Regions from separate parts of the Mus musculus genome. Here regions 2 and 3 are each linked to region 1. A link is a contact called in public HiChIP or PLAC-seq data. All regions are on one chromosome and are shown on one strand. Each heading gives the region's core, a stretch centred on a gene start, on an enhancer-like site or on the middle of the called end of the contact. The rest is flanking DNA. Distances are from core to core; before and after follow the strand shown.

Region 1 (2,800 bases), core at 209-2,708:
CGTGCATGTATGTTTGTGTGTATGTGTATGTATGTGTATGTGTGAGTGTGTGTATGTATGCATGTATATGTGTGTGTAACATACACACATAAACCGGCATAGAGGTCAGAGGTCAGTGTGTCTTCTACCTTGTTTTGGAGCAAGGTCTCTCATTGGACCTAGAACATTTACCAACTGGACTAGATGGCTAGCATGTCAATGGGCTCTTCCGTCTCTGTCCCCAAGGGCTGTCATTACAAGATGCCATGGCCACACCTAGCTTTTAATGTGGTGTTGGAGCTGGGAACCCAAGCTCTTCTGTTTGTGCAGTAAGCCCTGTGTCCTCTGAGCCATCTCTCCTCGGGCTAATACAGCCTTTGAAGAGGCAATGAGGTAAGTTAGGACAGCAGCTGAGCCCTAACTAGTAGGACTTGGGACCTTATATGAAGAGATCAGGACACAAAAATCTATCCGGTAGGGGAACTGGGAAAGGTGGCCATCTAAGCCCAGGACAGAGGGGTAACAGGAGAGGGCCAGCTGACCCCTGGGCCTTGGGCTTCCAGCTTCAAGAGCACCTGGCACTAGAGATGCCGCTGATTTGGCTGTGGCCTGCCAGGCTTCCCAGTCTCGGCTTGCAGGCCCTGCGGAGTGACCTCCTGCCTTCACATTCCTCTTTGAACAAGCACAGGCAGAGTCCTGGGTCCTGTTCTATGGTGACTGGGAGGATACATAGGCTGTTAGTGTGGCCCACTAGAGGCTATCCTCACCCCACTGCACTGCCAAGGGTAAGTATGACGTATAATAGCGGCAAATACCGAGGAATAGAAAAGATCCTTCCTAGCTCAAAGACCCAGAGACAGGGGAATCACCCAATGGTTCTCAGATGGCCTACACCTGGAGTGACAGAAGATGGCAGAGAAGAGAGGGCAACTTTAATGCAGGGAAGAGGGCCAGCCTATTGGACTCCTGCCGCATCACCTGGAGTGGGACTGTCTGTATTTCCAACCAGCTCTTAGGTGAGCCACTGGGAGATGCATTCCATTGGAACAGCAAGGTCTTAGGCTCTTCAGAGTCCTTCTCAAGCTTTGCTGTTCCAGCTCCCACCCCACTCCCACCTGGTCCCACCCTCCCAGCCCAGGCACACCTCCTCCACTACTGCAATCAACTGGTCCACGGTGGTGGGGCTGATGTCCCCGTAGATGAGGTGGGTCTTGTAGTTGTCCTTGGTGATGTTCTCCGGCTTCATCTTGATGAAGTAAACTCCTTTGGACTTGAGGGACTCTGGGAAGCCCAGGCAAGGAATGATCATACCAGCAGCATTGAGCGTCAGCACCAGGACAGGGTTATCTATTTTGTCGAAGAATTCGGTGAGCAGGGCCATGTTCTCCTCTGCTCCAATCAGTTTGCCCCACTTGTCTGCCTTGAACTTGAGGAGGACAGAAGACACTGTCTCCAGATAATCGATTCTGAGGTCTGGCATGCTTGTCACCTTTCCTTACACCACCGTCCTCTGTGGAATGAACAAGCAGATTACAGCTGGCTTCTGGGCCTTTAGAACTACACAGACCCTCCTTCCAAACCACACTGGTGAAAGGGGCTCATGGGCCTTTCTGTTTTTATCTGTGGTTGCGCTGGTGACAAGGGCGTTTTCCTGCCCTGGTGCAGGGTCATCAGGTAAACAGGGTACCCCTGGGTTGTTATGACCACAAAAGTAAGTGAGCTGGGAAAGAAGATAGGTGGACACAGGGAAAAGAGAAAAGGAAATGGCTGTATCAGTGTGGGGGTGGGGCACAAAAAGGGGAGGGGAGGGGGGAGGGGACGGGAAGGGGGGAGGGGAGGGGGGAGGGGGAAGGGGAGGGGGGGAGGGGAGCAGCTGAGAAGAAACCAAGGGAGGATTCCTGAGATCAACCAACCTCTGGCATCTGCACACATACAAAACCTGGGCTATTCAGCTCCTCAGGCCTATGGGTGGGTGTCAGCCTGTTCCAGAATTGGCTATTGCCAATGTCAGCTTTTGGAGGCCACATCGGAAGCACTCAGATCCTAACCTTTGACTAAGGCTCAAAGATTTTGTGATGCTACCACACCCGGGTCCTCAAAGTGCCATCCCACACCAGAACAGGGGCTCAGTCCCAGCCCCGTATGAATGGGAAGGTGCTGTGTGGTGTTCAGGGACCCAGGGCTTTCCTAGAGCTTAGGGTTTCTCTGTGATAGGTTGCAAGATAGATATAGAAAGTGAAACAGAGAGGAAGTAGGAGGGGTGGAGAGGGGAGAGAGAGAAACTGAGAGTGGTCCCTGAGCCTGTCTGATATGGACTAGGGGAGCTACAGCAGCACCTCCATCACACAGGAGGAGCCATGCAGCAATGTCTGTGGAGCACACATGACTCATGGGTGCTACTGCAGCTAACCCCTCCCAGTACCATGTCATTACTACATGTAGACACTGGAATGTGAGTGTTTAAGGGGGCCCTCCTCCAAGGCTTGCAAAGTCTGTGGTACTGCGGAGGTTGAACCCTCTAGTTAACCGAGGCACTATTTCCTGGGGTGCAGGCCAGGAGATGGAGGTTTACAAAACTGTCCCACGAGTGCTTCTCAGGCCCACCAGCCCCTTAGACTGTCAGGCTTGGGGATGGCTGGCTCAAGGGCAGCTATAGGGAGGGTACCTGGAAGACCCAAAGAGGAAGGGGTGGGGCCATGGCAGTCAGCTTGCTGGCCTGAACTCCTTCTGGCCAGCTCTGAGCATAGATCAGGGACAGTGCGTGGCAAGTCATGAGTCTGTTGCCAGCTAGGACCTGGGCTCCTACCCTGTGTGCTAACGC
Region 2 (3,026 bases), core at 436-2,935, 200 kb before region 1:
GATGTTCTGTTCCATCTGTTGGCTTTTGTCTCCTCTGGCAAGCAGAGACCCATCTTGAAACTCCTTCAGTTAGAGTGGAATGGGGGCAGGGCACACTTTGGCCATGGGTATCTCCATGAGGAACCACACCTCCACCTCAGTGGGCAGTGAAAGGAGAGGAGAAGGCCTCATGTCCAAGTCAGCCATGGAGTTGGAGTCAGGTAAGCTCAGCAGAGCTTCCCAGGGCCCTTCAGGCTTCCAAGAGAATTGGTCTCGGGGAAGGCGGGCTGGGCCCCTCGGGACAGGAGCCAGTGGGCTTCCAGGAAGGGAAGGCGAAGATACATACCCCTTCCCGGCATGTCCCTGGGAGGACAAGGATCCAGTTCCCTGTCCTACCCACTGGGGACAAGGGCGGTGTCCTGAGGGCCTGCAGCAGCTGTGCGCGTAGTTCAGCCAGGCGCTTCTGGGGGCTGGAGCCTGGGGCCAGTATCTATTGGCCAAGGCTAGGACCGGTGGGCGAGGTCAGGCAAGGCGGGCAAGTTACTGGAAACCAGACAGCTCTGTCTGTGTCTCTGCCAAGCTGCCCACTGCATTCTTTGGTCTCCTGTTTCCATGCAGTCTCTGGGACAGGTCCCAGCCTGGCCTGCCCAGAGCCTCGGTGCCCATGTTTGGGTCACTGAAGCTGGGTAGGCAGGGCTGAAGAGGAAAGCTAGGAAGAGATCAAAGCTCATAGGGGTCGGGAGGAACCCTGTGTTGTGTTGTGTTGTGTTGTACTGTGCTGTGTCGTGCCATCGGTGTAAGCATGTATGTGCGTTCATGTGTATACACACGAGTAGGTGTCTCTACCGGGGCCAGGTCTAGCATGTTGGTGGCCTGTGTCGAAGAACATAGAGGTCTCAGTCACCCTGCCTTCTCTGCGGCCAGCCTGGGCCTGCGATGTCCTCTGTGGGACTGTGACAGGGACAGTTGGTATCTGGTTCTCTGCCTAGACTCCAAGGGGCAAGTGCCTCAAGGACCTGTCACAGACTAAATTCAAGTTCCTGGTGTTGGCATCTAGTGTCCTAGCATCTATCCCCATGGAAATTACACTGTGCAGGTCAGGGTCTGTGGGGACATCAGGAGAAAAGACCAGGGTCTCAGCAACCTGCTCTCTGTGTCCCGGCGGGCACACCACAAGCACTACAGCTGATGCCTGGCTGATCCATTTCAATTTTTTAAAAAAGATATATTTATTTATTTTAGGCATATAAGTACCCTGTTGCTTCAGACACACCAGAAGAGGGCATCAGATCCCATCACAGATGGTTGTGAGCCACCATGTGGTTGCTGGGATTTGAACTCAGGACCTCTGGAAGAGCAGCCAGTCAGTGCTCTTAACCTCTGAGCCATCTCTCCAGCCCCCATTTCAATTTGTTTATTTGTTTGTTTTGAGACAGGGTTTCTCTGTGTAGCCCCGGCTGTCCTGGAACTCACTTTGTAGACCAGGCTGGCCTCAAACTCAGAAATCTGCTTGCCTCTGCCTCCCAAGTGCTGGGATTAAAGGCGTGCACCACCACTGCCCGGCCATTTTAATTTTTTTACTGTGCTAAAATAAATAGGTCGCACGGCTGGGAAGTGTTTGCTTAGCAGGCATGAAGCCCTGGGCTCCATCCCCCGTGCTGCATGAGCTCGGTGACTCAGAAAGCACTTATAATCTGCACCAGAGAGATGGATGCAGGAGAGTCTGAAATTCCAGTCCAACCTCAGCTACACAGCCAGTTCCCAGTCCTCACCCCCAGAGGAATCCAAGGAAGAGGAGCTGAGACCTGCCCAATTCCCCTGCAGCCTGTGGTGTGGACCAAGCCACCTCAGAAGCAGGTCCTGAGGTCCTAGTCAGGTCTTCTGATGAACTCAGCCTACTGGATATCAGCTGCCCACAGAAACCTCACCAGGGAGTAAGTAGTGATATCCACTTGAAGCTGCCAAGCATGGGATACCTTGAAGTCAGTATGCCACGGGGAAGTTGTATCTTGACCTGGTGAGGCCCCCTGAGCCTCTGGCATCCTTGGGTGGCTGCTGTAGATCTCCCAACAGGGGGAGTCGCTTCCACAACCACCTTGTCAAGGGCCCATCTCCACCCATTTCCTCAAGGCCTTGTGTTCTGTCACCCTGCAGACACAGCTTGGGAACTCACGCCATCAACGGGCTGTGGCAGAGATCTCCAATCAGCCAATCTGGAGTCCTGTTTGGTATGGCATATTCAGAGAGGGGCCTGCACTATACCCCCATGGCAGTGTCCCGTGACTAGGCAACTGGCTTGGTGCTTGGTCCACGCTCACACAGGTTCCTCAGATATGTCCACAGGAGTGGAAGGTGGTTCTCCCTACACAGCCCCGAACCATGTCTGTTCTATGAAATGCTCTGGGCTTCTCTCCATCAGCCCAACTAAGGCTGGCTGTCTATGGACTTAAGATTGTCCCTTGATGACACACACTGAATTAGTGAATCTACATGTCTGATGGAGCCACCCCACTCTAACCCAACTCCCACATACACTCCCTCTGCCACAACAACCAAGCTCACCCAATCAAGCTCCCCTGGGCCAGCCTCTAATTAGCACCTTAATTCATTAGGCTATTAAGTATTGCAGCCGTGCTGTGTGCAGGTACCACTGCTGTTGCCTGTCTATACCTCTGAGACCCAGCCTGGGTGAGTTGCCTAAGACCAGCTCCTAGCTTTCTCTCTCAGCACTGTGAAAGCCAATTAAAACTGGATTAAGCAATTAAAGGGGTTGTTCTAGCAGGTCACATGACAAAAACACAGGATTATCCCTGAGCCTCAGGCACAGTGGGTCCAGGTTTGCCAAGGATGTACTGGAAAACTAAGTCTCTCCACTCCCCTGACCCCTAGCCTCTACCATGCCTCTTCCCTCTGGCAGATTTTCCACAGTGGTGACAAGATGGCCCCAGCCAACTCTAGGAATGGCCCCAGGATGGAGCTGCTTAGGTTTTGGTCCCAGACCTAGACTAACAAAAGGTGCCTGTTCTGCTGGCCTCGTTCTGGTCATG
Region 3 (3,160 bases), core at 639-3,138, 230 kb after region 1:
AGCTCAGTTCTCATGAGTGGTTGTGAGCCACCATGTGGTTGCTGGGATTTGAACTCAAGGATCTTTGGAAGAACAGTCAGTGCTCTTACCCTCTGAGCCATCTTGCCAGCCCAGAAGTTTCATTTCTTAATCCACACCTTTCATTTAGAGCCTGGCTTCTAAATCTTGGCCCGTTGGTGGGGCTTCAGGTACACAGCAGAGCAGCATTGACGAGAGGAGACTCAGCTTCCTTAGGATAGAGGCTGAGAACTTCTGGCCCTCACACAAATACTGTCCCGTGTGCATGCTGGAACTCATAGATGGTAAATTTGATCGACGGACTGACTGATTGACTAGTGGATTCAGAGGAAGAAATGGCTACAGATTTTTGGCTCTGAGTAAAGCAAGCAACAGAATGTTGGAGAGCGGCTTCTGCTCTGACGAGCAAGTAACACTCCGCTTAGGAACGAACCAGGGACCTGGAGGCCCAGGTGGGAGTCCTGTTCCACACTATCCACCCTGGTCAGGGACACAGGGAAGATAGGAGATATGATTAACTTACAGAGCCAGGCCTGGTAAGGTAGGTTCCTGTCGTCTCTGTGTGTGACACTGAATGCCTCTAATCCGAAAGGATGCTCACTGAGGCATCCGAGGCATCTGGGTATCAGGAGCTGGGGGTGGGTGGGATCAGGCGAGGGTGCAGGTTGTCAGTGACAGGACACCCCTCCCCCAGCTTTAGAACTCTTCCCTCTATGGCAGTGGGAAGGCCTTGGCCATAGCTCATCAAGTACCCGCTTTTAGGTGATGTTTGCTTGGCCCGCCGCTCCTTTCACTTTGGCTTTCCTGTTATCCTGTCCCATTCATCTTTAAAGAGAGGGGGGCTTGGCATCTCCCACAATATGGCTCCCCTTTCCCAGGTGTGCATCCCATAAGCCTGTGAACACAGCATTCCATAGCCAACCTGCAGGCAGCCTTGTGTAAGGCATAACTTCATATCATAGTGACAGTCCTGCCCCCACCCATGTTGGTAGGGGGACTTCAGACTGGAAGGGAGGAGGGATGGATGGAGAGAGGAAGGGGTGGGTAGAGAGAGGGAGGGTGTCCTGGTGGGGAACAGGAAGCCTTGTGATGCTTGGCCCCAAAGAATTGCCACATCTGAACTATGCTGGATGGGCCAGCATCCCAGAGGAAGGCTGACTTGACAGTGACCGCCCAGCTTCAGCCTGTGCACAGGCTGGTGTCACAGGGAGGGACTCTGCAGGGGCCAGGTCCCTCCTCTCTCTTCCTTGGGGCTTCCATCCTAAGAAGGAGGCAAAGCCAGGGATCTCTGCCCTTTTCCCAGAAAAGAGAGGGGTTTGGAGAGCAGGCTGCTGTGGCTTTGGATTCTTAAAAGTCTCTGGCTTCCCCTTCTCCTCCTCTGGCCCCCCTTCAGCCCCCGGCCCCTGTCTACCCCCTCCACCTCCCTTAACCCCATCCCTCCTCTGGTCCCCCCACCCTGTCCCTCCTGGGCTCTCTGGGACCCTCTAGACCAGTTCAGTGAAGCACTGAGGAATGTAGCTGATGCAGGGAGTGGACGCCCCTGGCTGCTCTCATTTCCTCATGCCCAGGCTATTTCCTCTTGGCCCTGGGCATGTGGTCATGTGCTTTTGCTCATGAGGAGCGGGTTGTGATGGGAACCCTCGCCCCTCTGCTCTGCCTTTCCCCAGGAAGCAGCCTCAGCAGGCAGGGAGGGGTGAGGGACCCCAGAGCTTGCTGCCCAGCTCAGCAGGGGTTGCCTGAGGGTGGTGGTTTCAGGTTCCCTGGCCCGCTAGTCAGCTAGTCTGGCTAGTCTCTCTAGTCCCGGATGGGAGGCTCAAGAGGCTCGGGTTTCCCCCGCCACCACCACCATCCTCTGCTTCCTTTGGTGTTGGGGAGTGACAGCCTTTGGCCATGATGTCATTACCTAATCCAAACAGAAGGGAGGCTGGGCTCTGTGGTGAGCTGCAGGCCAGCAGCGCTGAGTGCTACAGCATGGTAAGGCTGTGTAGAGAACCCACCCCTTGCATCTCCCAGGTCCTCTTTTCCTTTCTGCGCTCCTGACCAGCCTCCCTTCCCTTTCTTCTTTCTGGAGATGCTGTAGCATCCCTGTGTCACCACCCCTCAGCCAGGAGTGCACACAGGGCTAGATGCAAAGTCAGCCCTATTCTCTCCAGGGGCAGAAGGACCAGGCTTGGGGTGGGTCTCATCCTAGCAAAGCGATGAGGAAGAAGAGGGGGAGCGAGGTTTCCTGGGAAGGGAGGCATGGTGTCCTGCATCTCCTCTGCTGTCTGAAGTGCAGATCCAGCATCTCTCTGCTTTGCTACAGCCTGCTCAGCTCTCCCTCAGCTATAAAGGGCTGTTCGGCATCAAAGGCAAGAGGAACCACTCAGGACAGTGGTATCCATTTGTGCCTGGAGCTTCCTGGGTAGAAATGCGCCCTGTGACAGACCCTGTCATCTGGTTCTGTCCTGGTGTCCTGTGACCCGGGAACACAGGTGAAAGCTAGTCATCCTGCCTCCTCAGCCCCCTTCTCTGCTTCTCCTGGCTGCAGAGCTGTGCCACTGTGCTCACAGGTAAAGTCAGGGAAACTCAGGGTGACCACGGCTTCCAGCACAGAATCCCTGCTGGGGTCCCTGCAGAGGCAGGAGGATGCTGTGGGCTCTGCCTTAGCACCTGGTCATTTGTGCTATAATTTTGGTGCTGTGGGAAAGCAGGGAATGTCTGGGACATGTCCCTCTAGTCATTCTTGGTGGCCCCATTAAATATCTCTTCCCCGTGGAGCCCGCTCAGCCCTCACACTCTTCCACCTAAAATCCTGGCCATCTGAACACGATAGAGACTGTCCCAGTCCCAGACCTGGGATGGCATGGTGACAGAGAGTGGCTTGATGAGGGATAAAAAAGGACTGTGCCCAGTGACCTACCACAGTGGCCTTATTTTAGACTGCTGTGGCTTGTCTCACAGCTGACTTGTTCACAGGTCTATCCTCCCAATCCACTGAATATTTCTTTTACTTTGTTTTGTTGAGACAGGGTCCCTGGCTGGCTTGGAACTGACTTTGCAAACCAGACTGGCCATGAACTCACAGAGATCCAGCTGCCTCCAGAGCACTGGGGTTACAAGTATGTACCACCAGGCCAGCCTCTGGGTGAATGTCTCTTAA

Evidence for each region. HiChIP or PLAC-seq counts read pairs in DNA pulled down with a chosen protein or histone mark.
Region 2: a contact with region 1 is called in a FOXA1 HiChIP or PLAC-seq map of pancreatic cancer cells. The contact joins the enhancer-like site here to the promoter of Dnah17 in region 1. A contact is called at or near these places in 1 of 39 promoter capture datasets (liver), 2 of 484 Hi-C or Micro-C datasets (bone marrow-derived dendritic cells and embryonic stem cells), 2 of 115 datasets of contacts at active chromatin or transcription factors (embryonic stem cells and pancreatic cancer cells) and 2 of 9 other capture datasets (liver and pancreatic islet).
Region 3: an HNF4G HiChIP or PLAC-seq map of pancreatic cancer cells shows a contact between it and region 1. The contact joins the enhancer-like site here to the promoter of Dnah17 in region 1. A contact is called at or near these places in 3 of 39 promoter capture datasets (embryonic stem cells, pre-B cells and stem cell-derived epiblast-like cells), 1 of 484 Hi-C or Micro-C datasets (the N1E-115 cell line), 3 of 115 datasets of contacts at active chromatin or transcription factors (bone marrow-derived macrophages, embryonic stem cells and pancreatic cancer cells) and 1 of 9 other capture datasets (embryonic stem cells).

What each region holds. Positions count from the first base shown.
Region 1 is chr11:118,127,761-118,130,560 of GRCm38.p6, forward strand. It overlaps Dnah17 (dynein, axonemal, heavy chain 17), which reads right to left and starts at 1,459. Exons shown (of 81, transcript NM_001167746.1): 1 at 1,124-1,459. The coding sequence starts at 1,459.
Region 2 is chr11:117,923,011-117,926,036 of GRCm38.p6, forward strand. No RefSeq gene overlaps it. Among named protein-coding and RNA genes, the nearest start is that of Socs3, 45 kb to the right of the region's middle. Within about 2 kb of position 1,686, at least 30 of the 459 cell types and tissues checked have an H3K27ac peak or open chromatin away from gene starts, as enhancers often do. A contact at or near this core is called in pancreatic cancer cells and pancreatic islet, where this site is marked.
Region 3 is chr11:118,361,498-118,364,657 of GRCm38.p6, forward strand. No RefSeq gene overlaps it. Among named protein-coding and RNA genes, the nearest start is that of Timp2, 7.7 kb to the left of the region's middle. Within about 2 kb of position 1,889, at least 259 of the 459 cell types and tissues checked have an H3K27ac peak or open chromatin away from gene starts, as enhancers often do. A contact at or near this core is called in the N1E-115 cell line, bone marrow-derived macrophages and pancreatic cancer cells, where this site is marked.